2 separate regions of the Mus musculus genome follow, and region 1 is linked to region 2. Evidence: chromatin contacts called from public Hi-C data. All regions are on one chromosome and are shown on one strand. The core of a region is the stretch at or near the end of the contact, and the rest is flanking DNA. Distances in the headings are between cores, read along the strand shown.

Evidence for each region. Hi-C and Micro-C count contacts between places; a contact is called where the count stands out from the background.
Region 1: a contact with region 2 is called in a Hi-C map of the N1E-115 cell line, with 6 times the contacts expected there. The contact joins two enhancer-like sites. A contact is called at or near these places in 1 of 15 datasets of contacts at CTCF or cohesin (embryonic stem cells), 14 of 484 Hi-C or Micro-C datasets (the N1E-115 cell line, Sertoli cells, cerebral cortex and 4 more) and 3 of 115 datasets of contacts at active chromatin or transcription factors (PVALB interneurons, astrocytes and neural progenitor cells).

The regions. Positions count from the first base shown.
Region 1 is chr11:35,662,460-35,667,426 of GRCm38.p6, reverse strand. It overlaps Slit3 (slit guidance ligand 3), which reads right to left. Exons shown (of 36, transcript NM_011412.3): 26 at 3,241-3,365. The region is part of intron 2 of Gm46278 (a long non-coding RNA gene); the gene reads left to right. Among named protein-coding and RNA genes, the nearest start is that of Gm46278, 12 kb to the left of the region's middle. Within about 2 kb of position 3,621, at least 7 of the 459 cell types and tissues checked have an H3K27ac peak or open chromatin away from gene starts, as enhancers often do. A contact at or near this core is called in the N1E-115 cell line, where this site is marked.
Region 2 is chr11:35,609,617-35,614,527 of GRCm38.p6, reverse strand. Slit3 (slit guidance ligand 3) reads right to left here. Exons shown (of 36, transcript NM_011412.3): 13 at 3,793-3,936; 14 at 2,092-2,255. Among named protein-coding and RNA genes, the nearest start is that of Mir218-2, 4.7 kb to the left of the region's middle. Within about 2 kb of position 1,772, at least 11 of the 459 cell types and tissues checked have an H3K27ac peak or open chromatin away from gene starts, as enhancers often do. A contact at or near this core is called in the N1E-115 cell line, where this site is marked.

The DNA.
Region 1 (4,967 bases), core at 2,372-4,871, 51 kb before region 2:
AGCCAGCCCCAACTAATGTCCTTTATAAGACTTGCCTTGGTTATAGTGTCTCTTGGCACCAACGGATATCCTAAGATCCATGGGTTCTGGATATCCAAGTTATGTCACTACATTTGTGTGGTAAGTGCCTTTGCCCATGGAGTTAACTCAGTGGCCCGTCTCTTACTGGGACCTGAGTCTTGACCACTTGTCTAGGCAGGCTGATCAACAAGCTCTAACCATATGACTGCCTCTGATGCCCAGTTCTGAGATGATAAGTTAGCATCATGATGCCTGGCTTTGTCATGGGTTCTGGGACCCACACTCAGGTCTTCAGCCCCAAGATAGTTTAGTATGCACATGCAAGTATTATAAGATCCAGAAACATCTGAAATCTGAGATGCTTCTGGTCTCAAGCATTTCATATAAGGGATGCTTAATCTCTATTTGCCCCAAGCGGAATGAATTACCATTGTAAATCACATTACTTTCAAGGTACCTCTTAGGCGATGCAGCCCCGTAAGAAAGTGGCAGTGATGACCATGACTAGGGTCTGAGGCAGGGCTGGGTATGCTAGATAGTTCAGGGATACATGCATGCATGATAGTGGTACTATAGAGATAATTATGAAGAGAAGAATAAGAGAACCTCAAAAAGGATCCAATGGGACCCCCACCCCACCCCCGCCAGCCCTGGCCTGTATACTCTGATGTTCTTGCAAAGTAACACTTGGCTTAGGCAGAATCCCCATTCCCATCCCTATACCAAGGGTGGTGTGGTATGTAGGATCTCATTTAGACCTTCCGGCTGAGCCCAGAGATCTAGGAGGTATTTCCACTGCTTGAAAACATGGTAATTGGGACTTCGGATGACGATTTCTGTCACTTACACATCCGTGAAAAGCAATCACCATTTCCAACGTGTGTCTAATTAGCCCAATTCAATTCTCTTCTGCTGCATTTTGTTCAAATCTACTCGAACCGGGATGTTCTTTTGTCCTCTTCCCTCTGTTCTCCATCCCACCCTATGTCCCCTCTCTGACAGAATCTGGGCTAGTGGCTTCCTTTAAACGAGCCTAGGAGCAGCTCCCTCACTGGAATCTCTGCGTCGTCAGATGGGGTGTGGGGCCACTCAGGGACCTTGTTATTCAAAGTGTGGTCCTTGGACTAGTAGCCTGGGCAGCCCCTGGGAGCTTGTTATATACACCATCTCAGGCCTGACCCCAGCTCTCAGAAATCAGAGCCGACATCTTAATAAGATTCCTGGGTGCATACAGGCTTGGGAAGTCCTTCTTGGAGGCACTGAACATGTGCGTGAAGCCCAGTGGTAGAGAAAAAAAATCAGGTATATTTTATTTTTTTAAAATTCCAGAATAGTGGCAAGATTGTTAGCCACGTGGCATGTTTGCTGACCCTGGCACTGGGGTAGGCGAAGGGCACATGCGATGCGTTTTTAGCCTTGTTACAGCTAGGCTGGAGGGCTCGAGAGTTTCCTTTTACAGGTGGAAGGGCAAGGTTTAGGGAGAGCCAGTCACTAGGGTAGACCAGGCTGGGTTCTGTTTTTAGCTTTGTGCTAAGGTTCGGTGCTTTGTAAGTGGTAGAGCGTGGGTAAGCCCTAGCATTTACAAATCTTAGTTGACCTTTCAAATGAGGATAAAGACTGATGTCTCTGGATGATTAAGCATGCTGAGATAATACAGTCCAATTACTTCATTCAAGCCTTGCAGAAGACCAACAGCAATGGCATCCTTAGACAACTCTGGTTTCCCAAGGCAGTGTAGCAACATATATGAAAATCCTTGACACTTGTGAACCGAGTTCCAAATAAAAAGCAGCAGTGTACCATAGGCTAATCTCACTCTCCAGTATGAGGGATGGAGCAGCTTGCAAGAGGGAAGGTAAAGATGGGGATGTGTCAGCTTATCACGTACTTCCCATACAGTGGGTCCTCTCCTAGGTATACTGCACACATCACTGACCACACATCAATTTCTCCCAACCTGTGGGATGTGTCCTGGTGTCGGGGATGAGAAGGCTGAGGTGAAGTCACTGGTCATGGACAACGCTGCAATCCACACATGCGTCTCTGTAATTCCAGAGCCTGAGACTCCTTCCCCTCCACTGAACACATATGCACAGGGCTCACTGGATCTGCAGTTGAGCAATCTCTGTGCTTGGACTCTAGGCTACACTTAAGGCTTAGGGACAGATGGTTTAAAAAGGAGTCCTTGGGCTTTCTTGTTCCAGGCCCATAGGTGGCACTCTGACACCATCTGCTAACAGCCAGACAGAAGCGCAGAAAGCCACCAGGTAGCTGTCCCCTGGAAACTGCCTTTCAAGCCTGTCACTGTCCAAGCCCAGTCCCTGAGGACGGATGCAGATGCTGTATCCCTGACACTCAGCCTGTGCATGTGGTGCACAAGATGGGCTACGGGATACCCTGGACTCTTGGCTTGTCCAGAGCATTCAGATCCCATGGATAAGCATTGAGTCGCACCTTGTGGACCCCAGTGAGTCACTGGCTATCTGGGAACCTCTTCAGGGTAAAGGACGTTGGCATTTGGCCTGTATAGCAATAGCCTTGAGTTTTAGTCTCAAATCTATGGAAGCCTGGTTTCTAGTCTTATAAAAGAGGCCTTCTTCATAGGTTTGCTAGGAGAAAGAGTGAGCCAGACACCAAGCATAGAGCCTGACTCAGTCTGCAGGGGGACAGTGTAACACTTGTGGATTGTGCGGGGGCGGGGGGGGGGGTAAAGGTTGTCTTGGAAGTAGCCTGGATTTCTGATAGAATGGATGGGAGAACCTGGTAGTCTCCATCTTTCTGTTGGGTTTGCCAACTATGTGGGTGGCCTTGGAAGCCCCAGATCATTGAGTCTTTGAGTCCCTAATCCCCTTATTCTCTGAAATAGCAGCCAGGATACTGGGTTCAAGGGCTGACTTTTCCCAGAGAGCATTTTGTAATTGCCTGGTTTGTAATCTCCCTGTGACTCACAAACAAAACAAAACAAACAAACAAACAAACCCCCACACAGGTAGCATTTCTATCTCAGCATCCCTGTTAAGATTCCATAGGCCCTGCCTGGTAGGCAATATGGAGGAGACTAGGGATGTTGTTGGCAAATGTCACTTGGCAGGGGTAGGTCACAGTGAATTGTAGTTATCCAGGCTACATTACACAGCATCAGCTGCACAGGGCCTCTCCCTGCAGCCAGGACAATGGAAGAGCCTGGGCACGAGTGGTGGGCGGAGCCTCCCACCTTACCTTGTAGCTGTAGGGGCAGGTGCAGCGGTACTGCTCCACGGGATCCTGACTGCAAGTGCCGTTGTTCTTGCACGGGCTAGAGAGGCAGGCGTTGCACTTGGCCACGATGTTAATGTCCACTGGCCCTGAGTAACAAAACCAGAGAGTGGGTGGCAGCTCTCTGAGCAGGGCACCTCCCCTCACTTCCCCTCTGCTCCGGCTCCCTCCCATGTCTGGGCCCAGAGGGCCGCTGGCTCTCTTGAGGCTGTACATCCTTCTGGAGAGAGTCCCATTAATTCAACGACTGTCCAGTGAGTAAGAATCACAGCGGGACATCATACAGAAGCACTCTGCAGTCAAATCAATTACTGTAATTAGCCTGATCCGATTTGGGTGCTAATCTGCAAACAGTGCACCATAATTAGAACCCTCCTGCGTATCTTCTATTCCAGGAAGTTCGCAGCACAGGCTCTGTGTCGACCTTCTCCTCCTTTGCCCCTGCCAAGCCATTTCCCATAGAATAGCCAAGGAGGGATGCCAAGGCACACACATGGAAGGGCCTTTCTTCAAGACCTTAGGGGTGATGATGTCATACAGAAAGATGCTGATGGGAGCTCTTTGCGTTTGTCATCCATGGAAATGATAACTGCATCTTTTTTTTTTTTTTGGTAAGGTCATGGTCCCCACATAGAGATTTGCATAAAGGGATTATGTCTACTGCTGTAGATAGCTTTGAGCATGAGTTATGGAGACATATAAAGCATACACACACACACACACACACACACACACACACACACACACACACACACACACACACATATATATATATATATATATATATATATATATATATATGCTCTATTTAATATCAGAACTTTAACTAGCTTGGAGCTAACAGTCTTCAACCTGTAGATGGGTTGAGAGTCACTCTGATGAATGACCGTTTGTAGGTAGATGAACAGATTGGCCCCAGGGAGCTCTGAAACCAATAGGTCCAACTTGGGCTCACATCAGAATGAGAGCAACCACCTGCCCGTGCTTGCCTCTGACTGAGGGGTTCCTGGGACACAGAGATTTCTCTTGACACACAAGGACAAGTCAGAACCAGTCTAAATCCTATGCCTAGACTGTAACTCTAGATCCAGAGATTGCTGGACCCAGAACCAATGTTATTTTTCAAGCACTGCGAATCCAAGCCAACTTTATATGTGAGGCAGTTCTACCCAGTTTCAACCCCTGCCCTTGAGTAGGGATTTTTAAACTTCTGCAGGTGATTCCTGTCGAGATTGAGCACCACTATTTCAGGGCTATTTGAGTCCCTCTAGTATCAGATCAGATGTCTCAGAAGCAGGAAGTAGAAAGTTAAAATTAGCTTTAAATCAATGGAATGTTTTCTGCTTTCAGCAGCCACATGGGACACTCTGCGCAGTTTGAAAGGGAAAATAAAAACTGAACATTGAGATTCTCAGAGATGAGCAAAGGGCACTAACAGACGAATGCTCAATGCAGATTCAAGATAGATTCTGAAATTACATTCAGGATGCTTCAAAATTAAGGGCAGATAAAATAGAGGTGATACTCTGCCTATAAAGTAAGACAAAGGAACCTGGTTCTCTAAGAAAAAGACACTCAGGGGGCACCGATGAGAGCCGGAGCCCATTACCAGCCATTTTAGAAATCGATTCTGCAAACTGTTTGAAGACAACGTATTTATAGGGTATCATTGGAGACTCTGACTCTTATCT
Region 2 (4,911 bases), core at 523-3,022:
ATGTCACCTGCCACCCCTCACCCCCTCCCCTTTCTGGAGCTTCCTAGAAACACAAATCTTCAGGTCTATGGTTTCTGTGTCTCCTCAAGGCCAAGGTAGATACGATTCCTGGTATTTCTCAAAGCCATTGTAATCCCTCTGCACCTCCCACACAGCTACATAAGAGCTACAGAAGAGCACACCAAATACTCTTAAGTTAAGCTCAGCAGGGCTCTGAACATCACTACCTCTACACGAACAGGCTTTCTACTTGGTATTTTTTTCTTAATGACATTTTATACAAAGCCAATTTAAGACTTATGTCTTTCTTTCTTTCTTTCTTTCTTTCTTTCTTCCTTCCTTCCTTCCTTCCTTCCTTCCTTCCTTCCTTCTTTCTTTCTTTCTTTCTTTCTTTCTTTCTTTCTTTCTTTCTTTCTCTTTCTTCCACCTATTTCTGTCCCTCAAAGGAAGCCAGGGTCCTGTAAACACCAAGGCAGGCAGGTAGACACTGGCCCAGCTAGCTTCAAAACTAGCTTAACTGTTTCCTAGTTCTACTGTCTATTTCTTATTCCCCGCTCTTTGCTCTTTCTGTATACATCACCCATACCTTGCTACCTGTCCCAGCCTCAGTCAATGCTAGGTCACTGCCATGGTGGGGATACTCATTGGGTCCAGTGTTGTCTCTGTCCCTCCCCTGCCACTCAGGGTTTAGACTCAACCTGAGGTCCTGGGTGTTGGCAGGGCACTCATGAGACTGGAATACAGGACAGCAGGTGGCTCTCTGCCCTCCTCTGACTTCATCAACCCATTCTATGGGAACCACTGACTGGCCAAGCTAATTAACTTGGCCCCAAGTAGGCAGAGAAGAAGGAGGAGATAATGCCAGGGATAACTGTAAGTACAGGAAAGGGATGGTGTTCTATGGGTGACACTTGGTGCTCTTTCTACCCAGAGGTGTCCCCAGACTCAGAGAGGAATCTAAGGAAACAGTGTTTGGGGGTTAGAAGTACAGCCAAGAAACTAGGAAGACAGCAATTCAAGTAGCTGGACCACCCGCTGCCCTAGATTAATAGAGCAGTTATAGACCCTGATCTTCATTACTGCTTACTGACTGTGATGTGAGGGTGACCTTCACCTTGGAGCCCTCAGCTCTCTCTGCTTTAGAGCGGGGTCTCACCTGATGACTCTAAGTGGCTACTAGAAGAAGCAAATCAAACTGAGATCACTCAGGACAGTGCTCCTCACAGGCAAAAAATGTCTGCTCACTGATACCATTGTGCCAGTGAAGGCAAATAGGCAACGAACGAGTGTTCTTACTACCACAAAGTCCCTGCATCTCTCTAGACCCTCTCCAGGTATTTGCTTCTGCAGGTAAAATAAGATAGAAATCTTGAGTGTATCATCCTGGTAACACACATGACAGAATTTGATTTAAGGGATAAAGAACATGGTACAAGAAGCTCAGATCTGTCTTCTGGCCTTCTGACGACCACTCCCCATGCCAGCATTGTTCCTTTCTTTCTGAGGTGGGCTGAGAAGTCTCTTGCCGTCTCTAGACAGAGCTGGGCATGGGAGTACAAGCTTTGCCTCTTCCCAGTCTGATGTTCCCTCTAGCAGCAGAGAGTAGCCATCTGCTTCAAGGAGGTGGGGAAGGTGTTTGTGAAACCTGTAACCTAACCTATAATGGTTGAGAGCTATTACCAAAGCCTGGCTGCAGCCCAGCCTGGGCTGTATCTATTTCTGTGCCATTTGGGGAATCTGCTTCAGAGACTACAAAATAAATCTTGGTCTCCTCTCCAGTGCACACGTGCGAAGGCTGCCCAGCCTCCCTCCACCTAGCTCCATCTAGGAGGAGCAACTGTGTCTGGGTTCTGTTTCTCCCAAGCTGCCCACCCCTCCCCCATGCTTTTATTGTGTGAGTGTGTTTTATTTTAAATCCATAAGGTAATTGGCTTTCTGTAGGACTAACTGAATTTCCCCAATTTAATTTGCAAAGAAGCTCCCAAGGAGCCATTACAGCGCTCGCTGTCCTCCAGATTGGATTACTGGCCTCTCTGGGGCTGCTGTATTCTGAGTCAGAACGTGGGGCCCCCGCTCCCATAACCTGATTACCTGAGCAGCGGAACTTCTTGCTTTTGATCTGGCTGATACGCTTGTTGGCCAGCCGGCGTGGGCTGCTGCAGCGGGCCCCGCTTGTCTCAATAGGGTTGTCCTGGAGGTAGTCAGCCAACCACTTCAAGTGGCAGTCGCAAACAAATGGGTTTTGAGCTAAGTGGCTGAAAGAGGGACAGGGCTGTCAATCTGGAGTGACCTGTGGTACCTCGATTCACCACCACCCTGTCTTGTATTGGGCCCTAGCAAACTGGTGTGAGGTCCTTTCCTCACTGTCCCAGGAGGCCTGGAGGGGGTGGGGGTGCCATTTGCAGAGAAGAGTCACAGAAATGGTGTGAGGCCAGCTGTCTGCTAAAGGCAGCACAGATGCAGCCAACATCTGGTCTGGGGAATCAGCTTCCCCGTTCTCCCCTCTCAGGGCAGGACCTACTGCTGTCTGCCTCCACTTCACCCATGCTGGAAGCTGATGGGCAATGCAAGCCCAGAGCTTTAGACTTTACACTTACAGCAACATGCATTCTATTTCTCCAAGTTTGGTGATGCCAGGCACATAAAGCAGCTGGCATGGTAACAGGCTTATAGTGGGAGTTCCACAGATAGTAATGGGCACTGCTGCCATTGCCCTCATCATCACGGGAATGCCGAGGGCCTCGCCTCCTCTGAGAGTAAGGACAACTCAGAGCGCTAAGCACGGAACTTCCCACATGGTCGTGGTGGGCATTCAATACCAAGCAGCTGTCCTCACTCTGTACTGGTTCCTGCCTCTCACTACTAAGGAAATGTGCCAGATGAAATGACTTCCAGGGCTTCCAGAAGATCTCTAGGCTCATTGTAGGCCTGGGACTGGCACTGTAATCTGTGGTTGGAACTGTGAAGCCCACAGACCTGAGAGAGATATGCACCCAGGTGATCTGCTTACCTGCAGGACACACACACCCCAGCAGTGCTTGGGAAGTAGGGGTTGGGTGTGTGTATCAGGCATCCCCAGAAAGCCTGTATTAGAGGCTTGGCTTTGCAGGGTGTGGGGAGCTGCCAGAGCGAGGGGATGAATCCTCACAGACATAGGGAATGCTTAGAATACCACCCTGGCTACTGTGGTCATGAGCACAGCTCGAAAGTTCTGCCAGCATCCTGTTTCATACTAGCCATAGTTTCTTTAAATTCTATCTATCTATCTATCTATCTATCTATCTATCTATCTATCTATCTATCTGTCTATCTGTCTATCTGTCTATCTGTCTATCTGTCTATCTATCTGTGTCTTCATGCATGTCAGAAGAAGGCATCAGATCCCAGTATAGATGGTTGTGAGCCACCCTGCGGTTGCTGAGAATTGAACTCAGAACCTCTGAAAGAGCAGCCAGTGCTCTTAACCTCTGAGCCACCTCTCCAGCCCCCATCTCAGACCCTCTAGCTGTGATCTTGAGTAAACTCTTCAATCTCTCGGTGCCTTGGATTCTTCACATAAAATTTGGGGGTGATCCTGGGCTGTGCTGTGAGGTTTACATGTTTGAAAGTGAGATCTACCTCATCACAGTCAGGCCCCAATGGTACCAACCCTGAATGCTTGGTGCAGTTAAGTGCTTTGAGCTTCATCTCCCAGCCATGCTGCTAATGCTAGAAATCGTCCCACAGGGCCTCAGTCCTCCCTCCGTTGCTTTGGTGGGAGGGGGTCTGCCACTTCCAGGGCAGTGTACTCACAGGGTCTGGATGGACTGCAGTGGAACGAAGAGCCCTTTGCTGATAGTCTGCAACTTGTTGTCATACAGAGAGAGCAGATTGAGGTTCTGTAGGTCCTGGAAGGTGTTCACCCGCAGACAGTTGATCTTGTTAGCATTGAGGAGGCTGTGGGCAGAAGAGAGGTTTCCAGTCACTGTCAGTGGAGCAAAGGCTGGCTGAACCTGCTGGTACAGCTGGAAAGTGGGCATCCCTCATCCACGTGGCCTTGAGTTTCTGCTGCAGCCCAGAGAAAGAGAGGCAGCCTTCTGGGCTTCCCAGACCCTCCCCATTTTCTCTCATCACTGTGGATGCTGTGCTGCACAAGCTATCACCACTTACACCTGGCCTCGCACCTGCACCTGCCCTTGCACCTGCACCTGGCCTTGCACCTGCACCTGGCCTCACACCTGCACCTGCCCTCGCACCTGCACCTGCCCTCGCACCTGCACCTGCCCTCGCACCTGCAGCCTTGGACAAAGGTTGGGAGTGGTGGCGAGCATTGCACTTTTCTGTTTTAGAGTTCAGAGCTTCCAGGCATCACAAAGAAGAAAAATCATTTGGCACAATTGTTGTAATGCTTTAGTAGATGGAGTTAGGGCGATTTTTGATTCAGAGAACTCCCTGGAGCTTGTTTAGATCACTGATTTCATAGGAAATCTAGTAAAAGTTATAGACCATCTCCCAAGGAAGAAATGTGTTCATGTATAGGCACAAACATGCAAACACACACACACACACACACACACACACACACACACACACACACACACACTTTGTCTTTATCATAACCTCATACCTTCATCTACTACCCTTCAGCCCTCTTGGTCACCTGCTGTCCCTCAGGCACACTCTAACCCCTTTCTCCATCCCTTTCAGCACAGCTGGCCTCTCTACTCAAATGGCATCTCCTCAGAGAGGCCTGCTGTGACCCGCTCACCTTCCTCAGGAAAGCTGCCCCAACCCTCTTGGCCCTCAGCAGGGCCCTATCATCCAAGTATTGTCTCCTATACAATTCCTTCCTGCATCTCACCTTAATCTGTGACTTGAGGATATTTATTAGTTTCCTTGTTTGCCATGTGTGCAATCTGGTGTAACAGAAAT